Regions from separate parts of the Mus musculus genome. Here region 1 is linked to region 2. A link is a contact called in public HiChIP or PLAC-seq data. All regions are on one chromosome and are shown on one strand. Each heading gives the region's core, a stretch centred on a gene start, on an enhancer-like site or on the middle of the called end of the contact. The rest is flanking DNA. Distances are from core to core; before and after follow the strand shown.

What was found. HiChIP or PLAC-seq counts read pairs in DNA pulled down with a chosen protein or histone mark.
Region 1: a FOXA1 HiChIP or PLAC-seq map of pancreatic cancer cells shows a contact between it and region 2. The contact joins the enhancer-like site here to the promoter of Foxa2 in region 2. A contact is called at or near these places in 3 of 39 promoter capture datasets (the 3T3-L1 cell line and embryonic stem cells), 5 of 484 Hi-C or Micro-C datasets (the MNK3 cell line, liver, nephron progenitors and 1 more), 6 of 115 datasets of contacts at active chromatin or transcription factors (differentiating embryonic stem cells, embryonic stem cells, kidney and 2 more) and 3 of 9 other capture datasets (embryonic stem cells, liver and pancreatic islet).

Annotation. Positions count from the first base shown.
Region 1 is chr2:147,924,897-147,929,699 of GRCm38.p6, forward strand. No RefSeq gene overlaps it. Among named protein-coding and RNA genes, the nearest start is that of Gm35579, 27 kb to the left of the region's middle. Within about 2 kb of position 3,450, at least 52 of the 459 cell types and tissues checked have an H3K27ac peak or open chromatin away from gene starts, as enhancers often do. A contact at or near this core is called in the MNK3 cell line, liver and pancreatic cancer cells, where this site is marked.
Region 2 is chr2:148,042,940-148,047,859 of GRCm38.p6, forward strand. It overlaps Foxa2 (forkhead box A2), which reads right to left and starts at 3,009. Exons shown (of 2, transcript NM_001291065.1): 1 at 2,888-3,009; 2 at 1-1,885. The coding sequence starts at 2,974. The coding sequence ends at 575.

The sequences.
Region 1 (4,803 bases), core at 2,200-4,699, 120 kb before region 2:
GTGGGCAGGGGAGTGGGGGTGGGTGGATATGGGGGACTTTTGGTATAGCATTGGAAATGTAAATGAGTTAAATACCTAATAAAAAATGGAAAAAAAAAAAAAACATTAAATATGCTGTCTTATAGATAATCCTAGGCATTTTAACCTAGGTGTTTCCAAACACTTAAAAATACTCTTCTAAAAAGAAATATTGATATTATTTAATATCCAGGCCATTTCCAAGTTTCCTTGCTTTTCTAGTCATGCCACTATATGTTCGAATTAAGGCTTTTATGTCTACATACGTGATGAGATTTCCTTAACTTCTCTTCCCTTCCATATGTGATCATAATATTTAAGACACCAGACCTATGCAGTATCTGAATATCTGGAGGTAGGAATGGCATTGGGGTGGAGATGGAGAGGGTAGAGTGCTCTAGTGTGAACAGCTGGCCAAAGACCAGAAGAATCATTATTTTGAGGGCATAAGAACCAGTGTTTCCAGTACACCATGACTGGTACAGGGGTACTTCATGTTACATCATGTCAGACGTCACACAATACAGGGTCCTAAATCCAGGATGGCCAGAGCAAGATCGGGAAAGAATTAGGAGATATTTCTAGAAGTGTAGATTTAACAGGAAGACATGATAAGAATTCCAGAGTACTTTGAGACAGAGGAGAGACAATTTTAAAAATGTATTCTGAGAGTATGTGGAGAAGGGATCATGGGTAGGTGAAGAATGGAAGCAGAAAGGCCAATTAGGGACTAAAGACAAATGTATGGGCTTGGGATATGCTATGCAAGTGTCCTGTGGTCTTGCCAGTGGAAGGGGGGGTGAAGTTGTAGAGGAGGCTAAATACAAGATGGCTCTTTTGAGTGAGCATCTTGATGACTGTCACAACAATGGCTAAAAGAACGGCAGTGGGAATGAAGAGGAGGATGCAGAGCTCCCTGGAGTGGACACCACAGAGCCACTCACTAAAGATTGTTGACTAGCTGCACAGACAATGAGGTAGGTAGAAGTTGGGTAAGTCTCCAGGGTAGCATCTGGTTGAAGGTGTATAAGGGCATCAGCTCAGGATGATTCAAAGATTAAAGAGGTGTGAGAACAAATGCCTTTCTCTTAACCAAGCTGTCCTGTCTTGTCCTGTCCCCAGGGTTTGGGCCCAAACCATTCTGTGGCCTTGTATGTGGTCACAGGCTAGACCTGCAGAAGAGAATTTTAAGGAACAGATGAAAATGACAGTGAGGGCTCTATGATAAGATCACTGAGGCCCCTGGATTAGCTCCCAGCAATAAATTTCATAACTTGCTACAGTATTCACGCTTACTACTTGAAAAAAACACTGCAAGGAAATTTATTGAGAATGAGGAGAAAGGTGGGAGAATGACTAAGATAGGAGAATTGCTTTGGGTTTTTTTGTTTATAAACAATGACCATAAAAGCAAGGACCAGGGTAGGGTGTGGAGTGAAATAATGAGCCATTTGCCTAATGATTATTAGAGCCCTGGGTTCAACTCCCAGCACTACAAAAAGGTGAACAGGAAAAAGGGGGTAATTACCAAAGTAGTACCTGACACTATGTAGGTTATCAGTGCAGGGTGTGCTAGGTGCTAGACTGAAAGGTAAAGGGGGACCTCTTTTACAGACTGTCCCCCTTCAGTGGTGTCTTGAAACACAGGTAAACTTCTGTCACCTAAGACCAAGCACAGTCATTTGTTAATAACATTAAAAACACCAACCTACAAATATGACCAGGTATGCAAACACACCTTGTGCCACCATGAATGAATTGCATAAAAGTTTATATTCAGTTCCAGGTTCTATCTTTAGTTTTCCATATCAACTGACCATGATTGAAAGGATATTTTTGATACATGTGGTTCTTTTTTACTCTTATCCAAATTCTCTGTTGGAGAATTATTCCACTCTAATAAGTGAATAAACAAAACAAGTGAACTTCCCTTTGTCTCTGTTACTTAAGGGTTGCTTAGAAATATTTCAAAAAGTCATGCTTACACAACGTAGGGTTCTGACTTTAGAAACTATTAATTTGACAAATGCAAAGAGACTCTCAATCAAGAAGAACTGACATGATTTCATAATGTGTTTAAATATTGACTACTGTTCTTCAGCTCTGGGGTGTTTCAATCCCAAGATAAGGAAATACCAAGCAAAAACCCAGTGGCCGTCTAACCATAGCACCTTGTGGTTTGGGCAACAGTGGAGATGGGCGTGGAAACTCAGCAGCTCACCTGCCCTGACACTGCTACCAAAGAAAGCCTCTTGCATCAGAACACAACTATTGCCTGTCATTTAAGAGCAAAGGAAAGGGGTGAATGGGCCTAGACCCATAAGATTTAGTCCACACTAAGACTGAGAAGTTGGGTTTCCTAAGGAAAGCAGGCATACACTGGGCTCTCAATGATGTCCTTAATAGTAACTATTAGGTAAACACCTCTTGGTGTCTCAGCACTTGCAGATCTCCTAGTCATTTTAAAAATAAGTGAACTACTTAACCATATTCCTTTCTTGTTTCATCTGCAGTAGTTGGGCTCATTTAGCCTAGCAAGAGGATCTACTCCCTATCTGAAATCAGGTCTATTGTAGACCCTGAAATATAATGGTAGAAAGATTGTTCCTATCAATTTGAATCTGGATTACCTCGTTTGATAGGTAGATAGTAGGAAAATGCAGATGGAGTGATTATTAGGATGCTAGACCTTGCAAGGTTAATGGTGGAAGTCAAACGATGTGCAGACAAGCATTAAATTCAGAGAAAGTTTCATGTTACAACCATTATAAAGAAGGAAAGTCTTTTTGGCTGGGTATGGTGCCAGGATATTTCTTCTGCCCAGGCAGCGTGCATGGTAGAAATAGAAATTCCAGGGTGTCAACAAGACAAGTGTCTGACCCACCCTCTCAAATCCTTCCTGTTTCTCTGACTACTCACATTTGTATCCGCCCCCCTCTTTATTTTTTTTGTTGAAGTTTTCCTTGGTGGTATGGTATCTTCTCCACCCCCAAAACTCTGTTGGCTGTGAATCCTAGAGAATTTACAACCTTCGGAGCAGCCCTTGACACGTCAGTAGGATTTTTGTGGTCGGCACTCCATCCCCTTCACCCTTGTAACTCTGTACTTGTTTCTTGAGGTCCCAGAATGACTAAGCTGTAATAGTTTGATGACATGCCCTCCTCTAACTGCTTCTATGTCCCACTTTTGCCAGCCCTAGAGTTTCCAAGAATTGTAGTACACTCTTACTTAGAGCAAGCAGCAAGTGAGTAACTTGCACCTTAAATCGCCAATCCCTCGTTTGCTTCTAGGGGACAACAAACTGCAACTTAGTGTTCACTTCTCCTTTGATTAGCCTTGGGCAAGTTAAGCAGCCAGGGGGAGGGGTAGACTAGGAAGGCCACAGTGCTTGTGGAGAGCTGGCACTCTAATGAGTTTCCTGAGTTCCAGCTGGGTGAGTCTGACCCACTTCTGCATCCCTTCCAACCCAGCACATCGTCTGCCAGGAGCAGAGAGCATTGGGGTAAACATGACATTTTCCTCACGCTCAGCAAGACAGGAAGTTCATTAAGTTTGGTATAAATCTTTGCCTTTAAAGTGCCAGTTGGTGATTTATTTTCTCCTTCTGTTTAGATTTTTAGAGTGTAGGTGCCAACCTCTGGAATCCAATCCAAAACCCCAAGCGAAGTCCTGTTGATAAATCAACAAAAGCCCTGTTTGCACAACGCAAGCCAGATGCAAATCCTTTATCCTTGAGAGGGAGTCTAATGATCATTTTTCGATGTTGTAAAAGGTGCCATGGCAAAGCATCTCACTAATTCTCACCTTGGCTTCTAAAAAATATCCTCCGGCTGCCTTTCTTCAAAGAAAATCCACAGATAAATAAAATCTCTCCAGGAACACCACGGGCTGCAAACACATTGGAGGGGAAAGAAAATTGCAGAGAGAGGGCACACTCCTCCAGCATTTCTGCGTTGCATTTGGGCAGCATGATCCACCAGCCTGAGCTTCTTCATCTGCAGAGGGGCTTTATGTAGGATCCCACGTGAGACCTTGGCGAATTGCTGAGACATTAACCTCTGGTTGCTATTAGCCGAGACTTGGACATGTGACTAACTCCCTTTGATCCTCTATTTCCTTATTTTAGGATTGCCAAAAAGGATGAAATGCATTCATTTGTTTGTCCTCCACATCTGAGAAGTTGATTTAGCATCTGCACTGTGCCAGAACTGTCCTGGTCTCAGGGATATACAGGTGAATTGAACAACCGCAGGCCAATGGTGGAAAGCAGGGGGAAACAAAGAGATGGAGAAAAGAGCTGTGACTGACAGCTTGGCACTAGTCAAACCACACCAGCCTCAAATGAGCTGAGTCTTTGTGTTAAGAGCTTTGGAAACCATCAAAGGCTGTTAAGGCGGGAATGGGTAACTCAACTAAATGAAGAGGCAGAAAAGAGCTGATGATAAAAGAGATAACAGCACAAGTCACCATCCGGGCAGGCATCAACCAATGGAAGCAGAGGCCCCTCTCCTCCCATCCCAGAAACAAGAATTACTACCCTGTTCTTAAGCGAAGTTCTAAGGCAGAATTACCTGGTAACTGAGAAGCTATCACCTACTGCCATGATCCAATTACCCACATGGGGACAAAGATCATCTATTGTTTGCAAGGAGGAAATTGGAAATTAAGTTTTATGAGCTAACATAGAAGAGGCTTCTGTTTGATAAGGATCATTGTAAAAATCGTTACACTTTTCATATCAGTATAGGTAGGGAAGCACAAAAGAGGTTATAGGTTCTAAAAGCA
Region 2 (4,920 bases), core at 1,759-4,258:
CATTTATAAGCCATAAATAAAGCACGCAGAAACCATAAATTAAATCAGACCCGAGACCTGGATTTCACCATGTCCAGAATGGGATGTGTTTTTCTCCTTTCTCCTGGTCCGGTACACCAGACTCTTACATTATTTTTCTTTCCTCTTTTCAACATCAGTACAACCCTCTGGTTTTCTGTTAAAACTACATGGTTTTACACCAAGTCACTCACAAAAGTTTTTTGTTTGTTTGTTTGTTTTTAAAGTCAGACTTTTCTGCAACAACAGCAATAGAGAACAACAACAAAAATCAAACTCTGCAGATGTCTTGAGAAGCAGTAGTCTACATAGAGGAGACCAAAGGCTCCTTTAAAACAAGTTTATATGTATACATATATATTTCCATTCCCTTCCCTATTTAGAATGACAGATCACTGTGGCCCATCTATTTAGGGACACAGACAGGTGAGACTGCTCCCTTGAGGCCTGAAGTGTGGTGGCTACTTTTCCTCAAAGCTCTCCCAAAGTCTCCACTCAGCCTCTCATTTCCCTTGTCCCCAGTGACCAGAGCTAGCAGGGCCTGAAAGCCATCTTCTTAGGATGAGTTCATAATAGGCCTGGAGTACACTCCTTGGTAGTAGGAAGTGTCTGCAGCCAGGGGCGAGGCATCCAGGCCCGCTTTGTTCGTGACTGGGCCCATGGCCAAGCTGCCTGGCATGGGGGAACCATAGCCCCCTGGGTAGTGCATGACCTGTTCGTAGGCCTTGAGGTCCATTTTGTGGGGCTGATGGTGGTGGTGGCTGTGGTGATGTTGCTGCTCGGACGACATGAGGTTGTTGATAGAGAAGGGGTGGTTGAAGGCGTAATGGTGCTCGGGCTTCAGGTGGGCCTCTGGTGGCAGGCCTGGGTGGTGAGGTGGGCCCAGCAGGTGGGCTGCAGCCTGCTGCTGCTGCCCAGGCGAGGGCGCCGGCTCGGGAGGACTCAGCGCAGAGGCAGGTGCTCCCTTTAGCTCGCTTAGGCCACCTCGCTTGTGCTCCTGACACGGAGAAGCGCTGGAATGGGGGGACTCGGTGCCCGCCGGAGTCTCGGAGGCCGAGCCCGCGGCCTCCCCGAGCTGAGCCTGAGAGGCCTGGGACCCAGGAGCGGTCTTCTTGCCTCCGCTACTGGCCGCACCCGCGGCTTCCTTCAGTGCCAGTTGCTTCTCACACTTGAAGCGCTTCTGGCGGCGCAGGTAGCAGCCGTTCTCGAACATGTTGCCCGAGTCTGGGTGCAGGGTCCAGAAGGAGCCCTTGCCAGGCTTGTCTGGCGAGCGGGGCACCTTGAGAAAGCAGTCGTTGAAGGAGAGAGAGTGGCGGATGGAGTTCTGCCAGCGCTGCTGGTTCTGCCGGTAGAAAGGGAAGAGGTCCATGATCCACTGATAGATCTCGCTCAGCGTCAGCATCTTGTTGGGGCTCTGCTGGATGGCCATGGTGATGAGCGAGATGTACGAGTAGGGAGGTTTGGCGTGTGTGTAGCTGCGTCGGTATGTCTTGGGGTCCCGAGCGCGGCTCAGGCCGGCCTGCCCGTACATGGGGCTCATCGAGTTCATGTTGGCGTAGGGGGCAAGGCCACCCATGGCCCCGGCCGCCTGTCCCCCGAGCGGGCTCAGACTCGGACTCAGGTGAGGTCCCATGCCCGCCACGCCGGCCGCCCCGGCTGAGCCGCTCATGCCCGCCATGGCGCCGGCGCCCGGGGACATGCCAGCTAGCGACGGGCTCATTCCAGCGCCCACATAGGATGACATGTTCATGGAGCCCGCGCTCATGTTGCCGGAACCGCCGCCCATGGCAGCCGCGGACATGCTCATGTATGTGTTCATGCCATTCATCCCCAGGCCGGCGTTCATGTTGCTCACGGAAGAGTAGCCCTGCGGACAGAGCCCGGGGAGGAGACAGGTTAGCACCTAGGCTGAGCTCGCCCGATCTTCCCACCCACCCACCAGTTGGACCCAGTCCCCCGCAATTCGTGCAAGCCTCTGGAATCTCTTGCTTTCCCTGGATCCCAGTGCACCAACACCAAGTCCTCTGGGCCCCAAAGAGAGCCGGAAAAGAGATCGCCCTAGGGCCAGCGGGACCTGAGGCTCAGCCTCGCCCAGATTCTAGAACTTCAGTGACCTGGACCACCGCCAACTCAGGCGCCCCAAATGTATTTTACTCTCCCTAGGGGCTCCTCAAATCAGCTGGCCAGCACACTGAGTCAGCACCGAGGCCGGAAATCTCCGTTGCTATCCCAGGTAGTCAAAAGCCACCTTTGGAACCTCACTGGGGCAGTCTCAAGCGAAAATCATCTCAGTGTCCTCTATTCTGGGGTTTCGTACCGGGACCCCACTCCTTAGTCATAGGGGAGTGAAGCGCAGTGCCTGCACAGAGTCCGGGAGCAGCTGGAGGCATCGCGTGGAGGAATAAGGAAGGGACCGCCAACTCGGCTAGGAACTGTTAGTGTCCCGGCTTCGTAGCGACAAACTTTTTTTCTCTTTGTCCACTGGTCTTTGATTCTTTGCCTGTACCTCTGTCCCCAACTCCTACCCACCTTCTCTTCCCCAGCTCCCCACCCCCTCGCCAGCCGACCTCCCACCCCTCCCCAGCCGCGCGCTGCCAAACATAACTCTGTTAGGATAGTGCGTGGCTCGGCCACGAAGAGGATTTGGAGGCGCCGCAAGTCAATATTTGATCACAAAGTTAATATTATCTCAAGGCTAACAGTGTGTCGTATAAAAAAGAGACCCATTTGAGTAGAAGGAGGGCGGAAAAGGCGGCTGTCCAGGAAGGCTAGAGGTGGGGGGGCGGGTACCGGTGAAGGGAGCGTGCGGAGGCTGGGGACGCGGAGATAGCTGTCACCCCACTTCTCCCTGGCCAGGGCAAGAGCTTACCTCGGGCTCCGCGTAGTAGCTGCTCCAGTCGGATGGCTCGTGCCCTTCCATCTTCACGGCTCCCAGCATACTGGAAGCCGAGTGCATGGCGGTTTAAAATTTAACAGCCACAACAAACGACCAGCAATCAGCCCCCACCCCCACCCTCTTAAAAAAAAAAGTCAGCAATGGTACCGTCCCCTCCCTCCCGCCCTCTCTCGCGCTCCCCCTCTCTCCCTCTCTGGACTCCACTTCCTCTCTCTCTCCCGCGGCCTGCGGCGGGAAGTAGCTGGGAGTGGGCGGGAAGGTGGCTGGCGGAGGAGGGGGCCGAAGAACCCTGGAGGCCGGAACCCGAGACTCGCCGTCGGGCGTGCACTCTGTCGCCGCGCTCCCGGGGCTGCCGGTGCAGGCTGAGGCTGGCAGTGTCGAGCTGCCGGGAGGCGGCGGGAAGCTAGCGGCGTGGGGGCGGGCGGGGGGAGAGCGAGAGGAGGGGGAGGAGGAGGAGGAGGAGGTGTGGACCGCGCAGCGGACAAGTGCCGCAATGACGTGAGCGGCTGGTGATATAGCGCGGTGCGCTGGCGCTGGCCTCCAATCCCCAGACCCCGGGCAGCCCATTTGAATAATCAGCTCACACTTAGGTGAGAGGAAGCCAGGGCTAGCGTTCCGCACCTGCCGCTGGGCGCCCCGAGCTAGCCCATCTCCTGCTGTCCCTGGCACTCCCAAGACCCCGACCTGCAAGCAGGCGTGCTGGCGCCCTGGTGGAGTCCCTTCCTTTACGTCCACGGGGAGTCTTCCGTGGACCCAGAGACCTGGGATCAAGCCACCCTTGGAGAAACTCAGGTCTCCTGCTCCCGCCCCGCCCCTCCTCATCGCCCCAAGCACGGGGTTCGTCAATCCGAAGGCGCGTACCGCCTTGGTGGCCTGCAAAGCGAGGCAAGCCAGATTTATTTATCTCGGGTTTCCTCCCTTTTAGTGCACATTCCCTGTCAAAACAACAAGCAGGTGACAGCCAATTTGCAAAGCGCTGTCCTATTTAGAAAAACTGTGTACACACCTTTAACTCGCTGGCCGCTGCTCCGGAGGCCCCTCCCCGTTACAGTTAAGTCCCGGGGCGGCCTCAGGAGGCGCGTAGGACTCGCGTGGTCTGGCCGCCCTGGTCGTCAGTTACCTCAGTCCTCTTTCTGGCTACCCACCTCAGTCGGCCTGGAGAGACCCGTTTAGCTGCAGCCAATACCCGGGAGGCAGCGATTTGCCTCTGGCATGAGGGCCTCGGTGTTTCAAGGTTACTTTTCAGTTAAATCCAAGGTGCCCAAAGCATTTCGTAACTAAAACAAACAGGGCAGTAGGTGGGGGTAGGGCAGGAGAAAAAAAATCAATAATGGGCCTTGTGGGATGACTTCAGGAGGATCTGTGTTCTCTGCCTGCAGAGACCAGGACTGTCTTATAAAAATTGAAAATTTCAGTTTCTTTTCTCTTTAGCTTCTAGGTGTTAAAAAGTGTCATTTGAAGTGTTGTCTTCTGCCTTTGAGGCAGAGGCAGGAGGATCTCAGAGAAGTCTAGGCTGACCTAGTCTATAGAGTGAGTTTCAAGACATCCGGGCTACAGAGAGAAACCTTGTCTCCCCAAACAAAACAAACATGAAAACAACAGAGTATGTCATTTATATTGTTAGCTACCAAGACCGAGACTAAGGTAAGCCTAGATTTTGGAGTGGAGGGTCTTGCCGGCGTTTTTATGTGGACAGTCTTTCTTGGTTCTGAAAATGTGACTAGGATGTAGGGATACAGTCCCAAACTCTTCTCTCTAGGAGATGGAGAAAATAGGAAATAGTTGGCCCAAATCCAGGTGTCCACAATTTCGTGTGGTAGAAGAAGAGTACATAGAGGTGGCAGGTACTGGGGTGAGCTTTGAGCATGGAAGCCTGAATGAGAATGGAAGCCAGATTGGAGGGTAAAGAAAGAGGTCAGCATCCTTTTGGACTGAAGACGCAGCAACATCAGTGCCCTTTGCTGCTGAAACGCACATAGTATGGACAGATAAGGTATTAATGTGTC